Linked DNA regions of Sus scrofa: region 2 is linked to region 1. The links are chromatin contacts, called in public HiChIP or PLAC-seq maps. All regions are on one chromosome and are shown on one strand. Each heading gives the region's core, a stretch centred on a gene start, on an enhancer-like site or on the middle of the called end of the contact. The rest is flanking DNA. Distances are from core to core; before and after follow the strand shown.

The links. HiChIP or PLAC-seq counts read pairs in DNA pulled down with a chosen protein or histone mark.
Region 2: an H3K27ac HiChIP or PLAC-seq map of skeletal muscle shows a contact between it and region 1. The contact joins the promoter of ASB8 here to the promoter of SENP1 in region 1. A contact is called at or near these places in 1 of 5 promoter capture datasets (liver), 23 of 47 Hi-C or Micro-C datasets (alveolar macrophages, blood, embryonic fibroblasts and 10 more) and 2 of 2 datasets of contacts at active chromatin or transcription factors (alveolar macrophages and skeletal muscle).

Annotation. Positions count from the first base shown.
Region 1 is chr5:78,473,492-78,478,840 of Sscrofa11.1, reverse strand. It overlaps SENP1 (sentrin-specific protease 1), which reads left to right and starts at 2,526. Exons shown (of 18, transcript XM_021092613.1): 1 at 2,526-2,623. It also overlaps a transcript of PFKM not described here.
Region 2 is chr5:78,532,768-78,538,116 of Sscrofa11.1, reverse strand. It overlaps ASB8 (ankyrin repeat and SOCS box protein 8), which reads left to right and starts at 3,307. Exons shown (of 4, transcript XM_021092616.1): 1 at 3,307-3,692. It also overlaps the pseudogene LOC100621110.

The DNA of each region.
Region 1 (5,349 bases), core at 1,277-3,776:
ACCGAGTGAGGCCAGGGATCAAACCTGCATCCTCACGACACTGTGTTGGGTTCTTAACCCACTGAGCCACAACAGAAACTCCCCTTAATTTAATCCATTTTTAAGTTTCACAGTTTTACATATCAAGGTAGCCAATAATAGGATAAACCAGATTAGCAGCTTACAGTTATGAGGGTGCCAACAGACTTAGCCCTGACCAAGCTATTCTTCACAGAGGGAAGTCCTTCTTTACATAGTTTTGCAGATGTTCAGCACCCCGCCCCCAGCACACAGACATTTTCTCCCTCTTGTCTTAACTCTTATTTCAAATCTGGTAGATCTATCCTACTTTATAATGCTGTGCATACATTTTTCACTTTCCAATACTCCTTTCCACATTCCTCCCCCTTGTTTAGCTACATGCCTCACCATTTTCAAAAACATGTATGCCTTCCACAGTGTGTGGATCATCCATAGTATCTAGACTCTTCAAGGTGTCTGTCTTGGGTGACTTTTGAATGAGCAGGCTGGAAGTTGAAGCTTCCCCAGATGAGAAGCACTATATCTAGGTCACCCTCAAGGTGGGATTCAGGGAGGGGAGTGCTCCTTAATCTCTTTCACTTTCTCTATGACTCTCAGCTAGTTGTCTAGGGATGTTTTTCCCCCACCCCCAATAAATCCAGGGAAAAATTAGAGAAGTACTGACTCTTATCAACAACTATCTTACCTCAAAAAGGTTCTAATCCTTTGACATAATTGGGGTAAAAGCAGAACACATAACTAGGAACTTTGAGACTGAGGTGGAAGAGAAAGCCATTTTTCTTTGGGACACTATTTATCTTATAGGTTTTGGAGTATCAATTAAAGTGGCAACAAGGGCTCTCACAAATGAACCTGGAAAGGTTGAAATAATTCACAAAGGACAGAGAAATCAAGTACAAGCTCAATACTATAAATCTTGTTCTCCCTCAACTCCCGAGTCCTCCCTATCTGCTTGGGCCTATCCCCACATATCATGCCAAAATATCACCTGATACTTATACAAGGAAAAGACCATCATAAATGTTTTATCATAGTGGGGATGGAATACCCAAGGTCAGTTGACTGCTAAAGCCCGCCTCTACACCAGTTAAGTGTCATCTCCTGTACTGAGAGTCCCTGCAAGTGAACCCATTCTGTCACTGGAATATGATCAGGAGACAATGGTACCTGTTCTCTGAGGAGTCCTGACTAACTGGCGAGACTGAATCACACACATGAAAAATTTCAGATGGACTTCCTCTTTATGCATGCCTCCTAGAAATAGAGACAAAGTTTAATGCAAATCAACAGATCTGTGCAATGATTAAAATGGACAAAAGTGACATGGACCAGGTACATTTAAGACTAATAGGCCTTAGGACTTGACACTATAAAATGTCAGCATATGAACTGATACATATAATCTACTTTTATATATTTGACAGGACAAGATATCCTAAAGTCAGCAAGCACCTCCCCACCCCACCCCCAGCGGCTGAGAGTAGCTAAAAGGCTGGGGGCCTCCAGAGGCTTCCCTTCTTCCAGTCTGAGGTCACAGACCAGGACTGTCACCTGAGTCTAGAGAGCTTACTCAGAAGCATTTCTCTAAGGCTTCTAGACATGGCCTGGGTTCCAAGGCCCACCAAGCTGATGGGCTTGGTAACAAGTCTGAATGAACATACATATTTCTTCTCATTATTTTCTCTTAAAAATTACAGCACAGATTAAGTTAATTGATTCAGTCCAGCAACAGCAGCACTGGCCATTTAATTCTTCAGAGAGCAGAATCCTGGGTTGTTTCCCTGAGAGCTTTCCTCACACCTCCTGGAGGGGCATTTCAAACTGCTCCAAAGTTCTGGAAGTTTCTACACGTTTCCAGCATCTAACCTAAGCCAATTCCAAGCAGGTTTTTTTGTGCTTTTTTTTGTTTGTTTTTTGTTTTTTCTTTTCCCCAATGGCCAATCAAGCTTGATGTGGTGCAAAGGAGAATATAGAAGTGCAAGTTAAAAAACTCTTGTTTCCTAGTCTCAAATCTGCCATGTGCTTTATAGCCTTGCCAATGGTTCCATTTCTCTGAAACTCTTAGACTAAATCATCTCCAATAACCTCTGCAAGCAGTAATGTTTTGTGATTCTCAATAAAACATGACATAGCCTCAGCTATATTTAGCTCCTCAGGTTTACATCTGTCAAGGTGGCCACAGGTTGCCGCAGATCGAGGGTCAAAGCAACGAGCTGCCATGGAAACCAGAGCCTAAGCAAAAAACCGCCAGGCGGAACCAGAAAGCAACGGGTGAGGGGGCCGAGGGAACAGAGAAAAGCGTAGGACGAAGGGCACACTAACAGTATTCCAAGAACGAGAAAAAGCTCAAGATGAAAGGGAAACGGGGAAATTATAACTACAGCCTTAGATGCTCCCTTGACTTATCAGGCCTTACCACACTGCGCAGGCGTTTCGTAGGTCCTCAACTCTGCTCTTTGACCTCCCGCCCCCACCCCTCCCCCGCAGGCCACCGAGCAGCCCTTCCGGTGTTGAGGAGGCGGTTCCGGTTCGCGGCGGTTCCCGGGTTTTGCGTTCCGCGCCCGGCCGGAAACCCCTTCGTATAGCAGCCGGTTCCGGTTCGGTGAGTGGCGGCGGGAAGCTGGGGGAGGGGTGAGGATGGAGGGATCCTGGGCTGGGAGGCAGTGTGGGCCCGGGCCCGGCAACCTGGGCTTGGCTGGGCGGAAGCGGGGACGGCTGTGGGGACGGTGCTTTTTCCTCTGCCCCGCCCCCTGGGACCACCTCCCCTCCCCCCTGCCGTCCGCCGGCTGCGATCTGGCTGGTGGCCGTTAGTTAGGTTTCCCAAGGCCGTTCCTTCAGGCTTCTCCTCCCGCGTCGAGGAGAGGCGGTTTCCTTGCGGTTACGGCCGGTTCCATCTCAACGCCCAGCCCTCGTTGTGAGGAACAGGCAGGTTGGGATTTCGGGGCTTTCCCGCCAGAGCAAGGGCTTCTCTCGGGGGAAGCTGTTTTCACCCGGAAGCTCAGCCTTTCTCTTATACTTGCTTCACCTCCCGCCTTCCTTGAGACCTGAATGGTATTTCTCCGCTACTTCTGCGTCTCACGTAAACATTTCTCCAACTCTTTTACTCTGTGGTATCTCCCTGAGATGTGATATCGCTAGTGCCACCAACAGAAAGAAACGTCGGGACCCTCCTGCCCAGGTTATGAAAATCCCCTTAACTGCCACTGTTTGCTTACCTGGCTCATCGCCTCCTGGTAATTCCCTTGAACCGTCTCTTTCTTGGTGTACCCTAACCTGATCTCTCTGGCTACGTGCCCAGTTTCTCTTGAGCTTGGTGATTTCTGTTTATCGGTGCCTCTGCAGTATTTCCACTATCTTGTTAGCACTAACTTGCTCCTTTATCACTTTCACGTCAGCCTTGTTAAAGTCATTTCACTTCACAGTTGGTACGCTTATTTGGGTGGTGGTGATTCTTGCAAAATTTTTTATAAAAATTTTATAAGCCTTTGATTGGCTACCAACCATTGACTTAGGGTGTTCCAGTTATGTGTTTTGGTTGGAGTAGGTCGCATTATCTCCTCAGTCTTTATTTTTTATAGAGATAATTTCTAAGGACTCATGTTGAAAGATAGATTACAGAGTTTGAAATTACAGTTACGGTGAAACCTAGAGCATTTCTTTAAGCGTGATCCCCTAATCTTCCAATTTAGAGACTCCCTTTTCTTGATCTAGTCCCATTTTGAAAGCCTCATTTGTTTTTATCTTGAGAAGCCTCATTCACTTTTACCTAATCCCCATTAATTATACCAAAGGTAAAGATGGTGTCCATATCAGTCATCTGATGACAAATCTAGAGGAAGCAAATGAATTAAAAAAAACAGGTTCTTCTACCTCAAGCTAAGGTGATGTAACTCAACTACAGCTTTGGGAGTTTTTCCTTTTCTTTACCCGACTCCTACATCTCCTACCAATTGCACCGGCTTTATTGTCTTGGTGTAAGTGTCTGTTGATGGATCTGGTTTCCTCCAGGGGCCAGTGAGATTCTCGGCCGCAGGGACCAGTTCTTATTCAGCTTCGCAGCCGCAGGACCCTATATTACTGGTGCACAGTAAATGTTTGTATATGAGGAAAAGCGAGTCCTTTCTGTTTAAGGTGTTAGAGTCTGGAGAGATTTCATGTAAAAAGGTGGGAAAAAATACGTAATTATATAGTACAAACTGTTTCATAGACATAATGTTCCAGAGTTCATAGTAGGATGATTCATATGATTCCTTCTACAACTTTCTCATATAAATTGTTCTGTAAAGCTAATTTTACAGCACCCTCTCCTCAGTATATACTTTCGGTAATTTCATCATAGCTCCAAACATTCATTTTTATTTTTTAAATTTTATTTTATTTATTTTTTGTCTTTTTAGGTCTGCACCCTTGGCATATGGAAGTTCCCAGGCTAGGGGTCGAATTGGAGCTGCAGTTGCTGGCCTATGCCACAGCAATGTGGGGTAGGAGCTGAGTCTGCAACCTACACCACAGCTCATGGCAGTGCCCGATCCTTTAACCCACTGAGCGAGGCCAGGGATCAAACCCGACTCCTCATGGATACTAGTAGGGTTCATTACTGCTGAGCCACAGTGGGATCTCCCAAACTCTTTGCATGTATGTAAACTTATAAATGTTTTACTGTGCTTACTACATTCCGTCATTGTTAGGACTTTGCCATCTTTTTTTTTCCTTTCAGATTTCCTATTGTTTTGTGTTCAGCTACTTTACCTGACTTCTCCTGAATATCTCTAACTGCTATGTTCTTTTAGTAAATTAAATGACCAGTGTAAAGTAGGAAATGAGTTACTAGAATACTCATTTTTTAGAGAGAAAAAAATTCTTATGCTTGAAAAAATTTGGTAACATCAAAGGTTCCAGGTCCGGCATTTCATGTTGAGTCTTGGGGTGAAATATCCCTTCTCCCATTGTAATTTCAAAGTGGCATAAAGAAAGTAGGATAAGCACACTGAAGAAGCAGCATGGATTTGTATTAAAATGTGAATATGGGGCTTTAATGATTAAAATTATAAAATAGTGTGGATTCCCAGAGTTAGCTAGGGATTAATTTTATCTTGCTAAAGTTGTATAAATCCTTGTATAAGGATATGTTAAAGGATGTGAAATTTTGTGATTTTTGTTGAAAGAACATTTGCTTGGAAGTGAGGATGCCTGGATTTTTGTCTTCCCTTTGCCCCATCTTTGTGATTTCAGGCAAGTCACTTAACCTTTCTGAACATAATCAGTAATATTCTGTGATTTTTTGTTTACTCTCCTCTTCACATCTATCTCAGCAATGAAAAGGAAGTT
Region 2 (5,349 bases), core at 2,058-4,557, 58 kb before region 1:
TTGGAAAAAAGTAGGTGCCCAACAGATGTCTGATGAGCATATAAATGGGCCTGAAACCCCCTTTGGTTGTGCAGTGGATTTTCAAAGACACTATAAAATAATCTGAATGAGATGGGTTATTTTACAACTCCTTGGGAGACTAATCTTTCTTATATTTATAAGCTGCTGGGAGTTCCTCAGAATTTCTATACCTTAGTATTTAGAAACCAAGAGATTCTGGGGACAAAACAATGTAGAGGAAAAAAAAAATCATCTTTTTTTTTTTCAAGAAACAAATGGATAAATAACATGAGATAGTACAAGTTTTTAGAAATTTTATGAGCTGTCAAATAGAACTTCAGAAAAAATTTCCCCCAAAGCCATGGGAACTATGGATATTGTCTGAGTGGTTTATTTTAAAAACCCTAAAGCTGAACAAAACAACAAAGAAACAAAAAAATAAGCTTTAAAATATTTGGCAAAATGTTAATATGTTAAAAAGGTAATACTATAAAAAGTTAATCACGCTATTCTCTCTAGTTTTCTGGTATGCTTGAACATTTTTTATAATACAAATAATTTTTTTTTTTGGCCCTGCCTGTGGCATGTGGAAGTTCCCTGGCCAAGGATCGTACCTGCACCACAGCAGCGATCCAAGCCATTGCAATGACAATGCCAGATCCTCAACCTGATGCAATACGAGAGAACTCACAAATAGCATTTTTAAACTGGAGCTGGGAATGAGCACTGCCTTTACCCTGCTTTAGAAATGAGGTGCCAGAGAGTTCCTGTTGTCACTCAGCAGGTTAAGAACCCAACTAGTAACCTTGAGGCAGGTCGATCTCTGGCCTTGCTCAGTGGGTTAAGGGTCTGGCATTGTCAAGATCTGTGGTGTAGGTCCCAGATTCAGGGTTATTGTGGCTGTGGCATAGGCTCCAGCTGCAGCTCTGATTCGACCCCTAACCCAAGAACTTCCATATGCCACAGGTGGAGCCCCTCCCCCCAAAAAAAGAAAGAAAGAAAAAGAAAAAAAAATGAGGTGCCAGAAAAAGCAAAAATGGAACAGAAACTATGTAGTCTTTATCATCTTATAATATTCATGGGCCCATGAATATAGTAGTATTACGACAGCCATAAAGCTGTTCTTATTTGGACTAAGGAGTAAAAATTTTGGAAGCAGTATTTTTTTTTTTTTTTGCTTAGGAATTTGGTAAATTCAGAATTTATAGAAATAAAATGATATTTAGAGGTTATTTCAGCCAACACTCTCACTTTACAAATAAGAAAACTGATACAGAATGAAATAACTATCACTATTAGAGCTAGGACAAAATCCTGCGTCTTCTGTACTCTGGCTTCTCTTCCTACCAACCCTGTTTTTTACATATCATTGAACAAGAGCTTCCAAAGCGTGGAACCTCTGAAAAGCGATAGATGCCACCCTTCAGGTACAGTACTTTCATTTGCTAGGTCCTTTGTCTCTATCATCTTTTGCTATGCACAAGTGGGGACTTCTTTTGGGCAGGAGATTCTCTTAGAATGGTAGACCCACTAGAGCTAGATTTAATAAGATGAAGATCAGACAGGCAGTTACCAACCCCTTCATAGACAGGTTAGTTATGTGGAGCTTGTGTTCTACTTTGAGAAGGCTATGGGGAGTGCCAAGAAGAGCATCACTTTACTTGATTTAGAGAGAGACTTAACAAGCCTGGGCCCACAGCATCATGGAATGGAATGTGTTGCATCTCTACCTCTCACCTCATTAATCCGCCAGCCAATTAGAATTGAAGGGGGTTGAGGCAGAATATACCATCAGGCTATTCATGCTCTGGACACAGGGACAGGAGTGTGAGGGGTACTGAGTAGACTGTTTTTAGACAAGACAGGTAACGTGGTTTTTCCTATGATATTGCCTGCTGGTGGCCAGGAAGTACAGGTTCACAGAATGAACTCCCTCATTTTGGATCAGCACCAACACAAGTATCTCTTGCCCCTTTGTTGAGATGTTTAATGCTAATTTCTGCTTTATAAGCAACAGGCACAGAGTCAAGCTGTTTCCATTCACTAAATTTGATCAAATACCTTAGATTCCTTCAAACTTTCTGAAGTAAACATATGAATTTAAAACAATGTAGTTAATAGGTAACTACAAATTCAAATCAACTCCCCAGACACCTTCCCAATCAGAGGGCTGCCCAAAGTCACAATTCCAGAGCTGCCAATGACCAAAGCTTCCTTTAATCCAGAGCCTAGAATTGGTGGCTTGCCTGCTTTTAAAAATGATTCTTGAAAACCAATGTTGCCGACATTTGCTATTTGGGAGAAATGGCTTTTTTAAAAATCTGGACTTTAGCTTCTTTTGAAAAACTGAACAGTCTCTCGATAGCAAAGTGGTGGGAGGTGGGAGACACATTCCTGCATGGAACAACTCCTTGAGTTTGAAACTCAGAGGAGGCTCACGGAATTTACCCAGTTACACCATTTAACTTACAACGTTTCCTCACTGATATACGTACCAGAGCCCTGCTTTACTCTCAAACTGGTTAGACTTTGTTGCTTAGAGCAAGCTTTAGGGAGTGGGTGCTGTAATACTTTTGGTTAAACAGGTATGAGGTAGATCATGGTACTTAACAGTCAGCCTCTGTGGGCTGATTCACTCTTTGCGTGCACCACTACATGCTGCTGGCTCCGAACTCTGTGCTTTGCATGGAAAATTCATCACTCAGAGGTGTCAGCATCTCTCTGGGTGGGAAAGGTTAATGTCAGCATGTATATCTTATTCAGTCCTCAACATTTGGGCTAGTATCCCTCTTGAGTGGCTGTTTATCTTTGGTATAGTGTCCTTTGAGGGAGGGTGGACAATATCCAGAAGCGTTCCGAAGAGCACAGATGCGTGCCAATGTTATGGAAAAAAAAAAAAAATGCGGAAAGTCTTTTATTTGCCAAAGACAGTTTTGTTTTGTTTTTGTCTTTTTCTAGGGCCGCACCCGCGGCATATGGAGGTTCCCAGACTAGGGGTAGAATCGGAGCTAGAGTCGCAGGCCTACGCCACAGCTACAGCAACGGGGGAACCGAGCTGCGTCTGCAACCTACACTACAGGTCACGGCCACGCTGTACCCCACTGAGCGAGGCCAGGGATCGAAACCCCAATCTCATGGTTCCCAGTCGGATTCCTTAACCACTGAGCCACGAGGGGGAACTCCCGACACTTCTTACTAACGGTTGAATCTTCTCACCAACCCAATCAGCGTAGGGAGTTTGGGAATAATCTGGGAATTGAGTGCTCAGGTCCGATATAAAATGCCAGTGGGAAGCAGCAGAGGGCTCGGATGAACTCGTTGCAGACCTGGTCCAGCTGGCGTAGCCCCGCAGTGCAGGTCCAACAGCACGGGAGCGGTGAGCTCTTTGCCTCTTTGCACACTATCGCGGCGGACCGGAGCCCCGGGGTTGCGGCGAGGGCGCCGCATTGAGTTTGCAAGCAAAATCTTTGGTGAAGCTTGAAAGTAAACCGGTTAACTAAGCCTGGGTAGGACGGAGGCAGTGTCACAAGTCTACGCAGGCGCGTTCCGCGTTCGGACACTGGTGGGTGCGCAGGCGCTCATTCTAGTCACTCCTCACATCCTGTAAACAGAGCGGCCCGCCGGAGACAACTTCTGCTTCCGGGTCACGCCTTGACAGCGGCTTTCACCACCCAGGTCAGCCCCGAGGTTCGGTGAGTGTCTCTCCGCTGCGGCCGCGTCTGCAGCCAGGTTCCCTAGCCCGGGGCACCACGCTCAGTAACGCTTCCTCCACTTTCCGCTCAGGGTCCGCCAGCCCTAGAGGGACCTCGTTCCGGGCCTTGGGGAGATCAGGGCGGGGGTTGGTCCGCTTCTGGGGCTCTCCTGGTGGAGATTACGCGACCCTGTTTCAGTACCTGCCCCAGGAGACCTGCTGTGATTGCCGCGGTCTCTGCTGAGTTCGTGCGGAAAGTGACACCACACACCCATCGCATTTTGTGCAGTCGCCCTCTACTCCCTAGACTCGGCAAGACCTAGCTGCTGCGGGCCCTCTCCTAGCAGGTGCAGTGGGGTGAGGGCGCCCCTGGCTGGGCCGCGGGTCCCCCACCCAGGTGGGCGGAAGCCGGGTCTCTAGCACCAGAGCTGTAGAATGTCGCCTTTCTCCTACCTTGGCGTTTTCTCTGAATACGAAGTGAAAGAAAATGGGAGAGAAAGGACTTTCAGCTGCAGCGAGGGAAGGGGCCGCTTGGGGTCACGTGCAGGGGCTGCTGTCCCGAGAAAGGTCGAGTTTAGAATTCCTTGACCCTTCCTGTCAGTGTTGTAAAAGTGCCCCGAAGTTTTCCTCTTTAGTAGGAGCTTCGAGGCAGCAGCAGAGGACCACTAGTCACATTCTCAGGAGTTCTTAGCCTGGAGTCCAAGAGCGCTTCGAAGATGATTGCAGGGTCAAGTTTCTTCAGATTATCATACCCCAGAAAGAGTTAACAGAGCCACTTCAGTCTAAGCCTTCAACCCTGGGTGCTCTGTTTTCTGCCCCTGTTCTTGGAATCGCTGACTCAAATGCATCTATGCCTTTTTTCCCTTTTTCTTTGCAGCAAAGTATAGATATAGACTCTTGTCTCTGAGGAGTTTCATGGCTGTTGGAGAGATTAAAAAGTATGCCAACTCTAAAACTACCTAGAAAATTTCAGAGAGGCCTATAAACAAGTGTGTAAGCTTATTCATTCATAGTAAACTAAGGGAGAATAATACCCAATTTGAATCATTGATACCTGTGAATTGAATATTTTTAACTTGCATTCTATTAATTAGTACTGTATGTATTTTAAACAGATAAATGGCTACTGATTAGAAAAAAAGGTTAGAATTTATAGCGTATTACATAATGTGTAAGGGAATAGTCCATCACAAAAAACAAAACTTACCTTGTATGAAATTACCAAAATAATTTTAGGATTTCCCTCTTAGTAATCATCCTGTGTGTAACATATTTAATTACTGCAAGTCTTGAATTTTTTTAGGATCCTAAGTAATAAGCTTTACATTGGTTTAACAAACGTTTATTGATAACATGCCATGTGCCAGGAACTATTAAAAATAACACTGTATTTATCCCCAAGGAGCTTATAGTTTGATAAGAACGTGGATTCCTAAACCGTTATGCCTAGAGAGCTGATATGGCATACCATATTTTCTCTAGTTTTTGATATATACTTTTTCAGAGAAATTCTCCACCTTCTTTGCTGTAATTTAAAATTTTCCCCAACTGGTATACAGCTCTTATACAGCCAAAAGTGTTATCATAGTTCAATTTAGGTATACTTCATTTTCTTCTTCCATCACAGAACTTTCTGTTGTGTTGTAGTTTCAACGTAT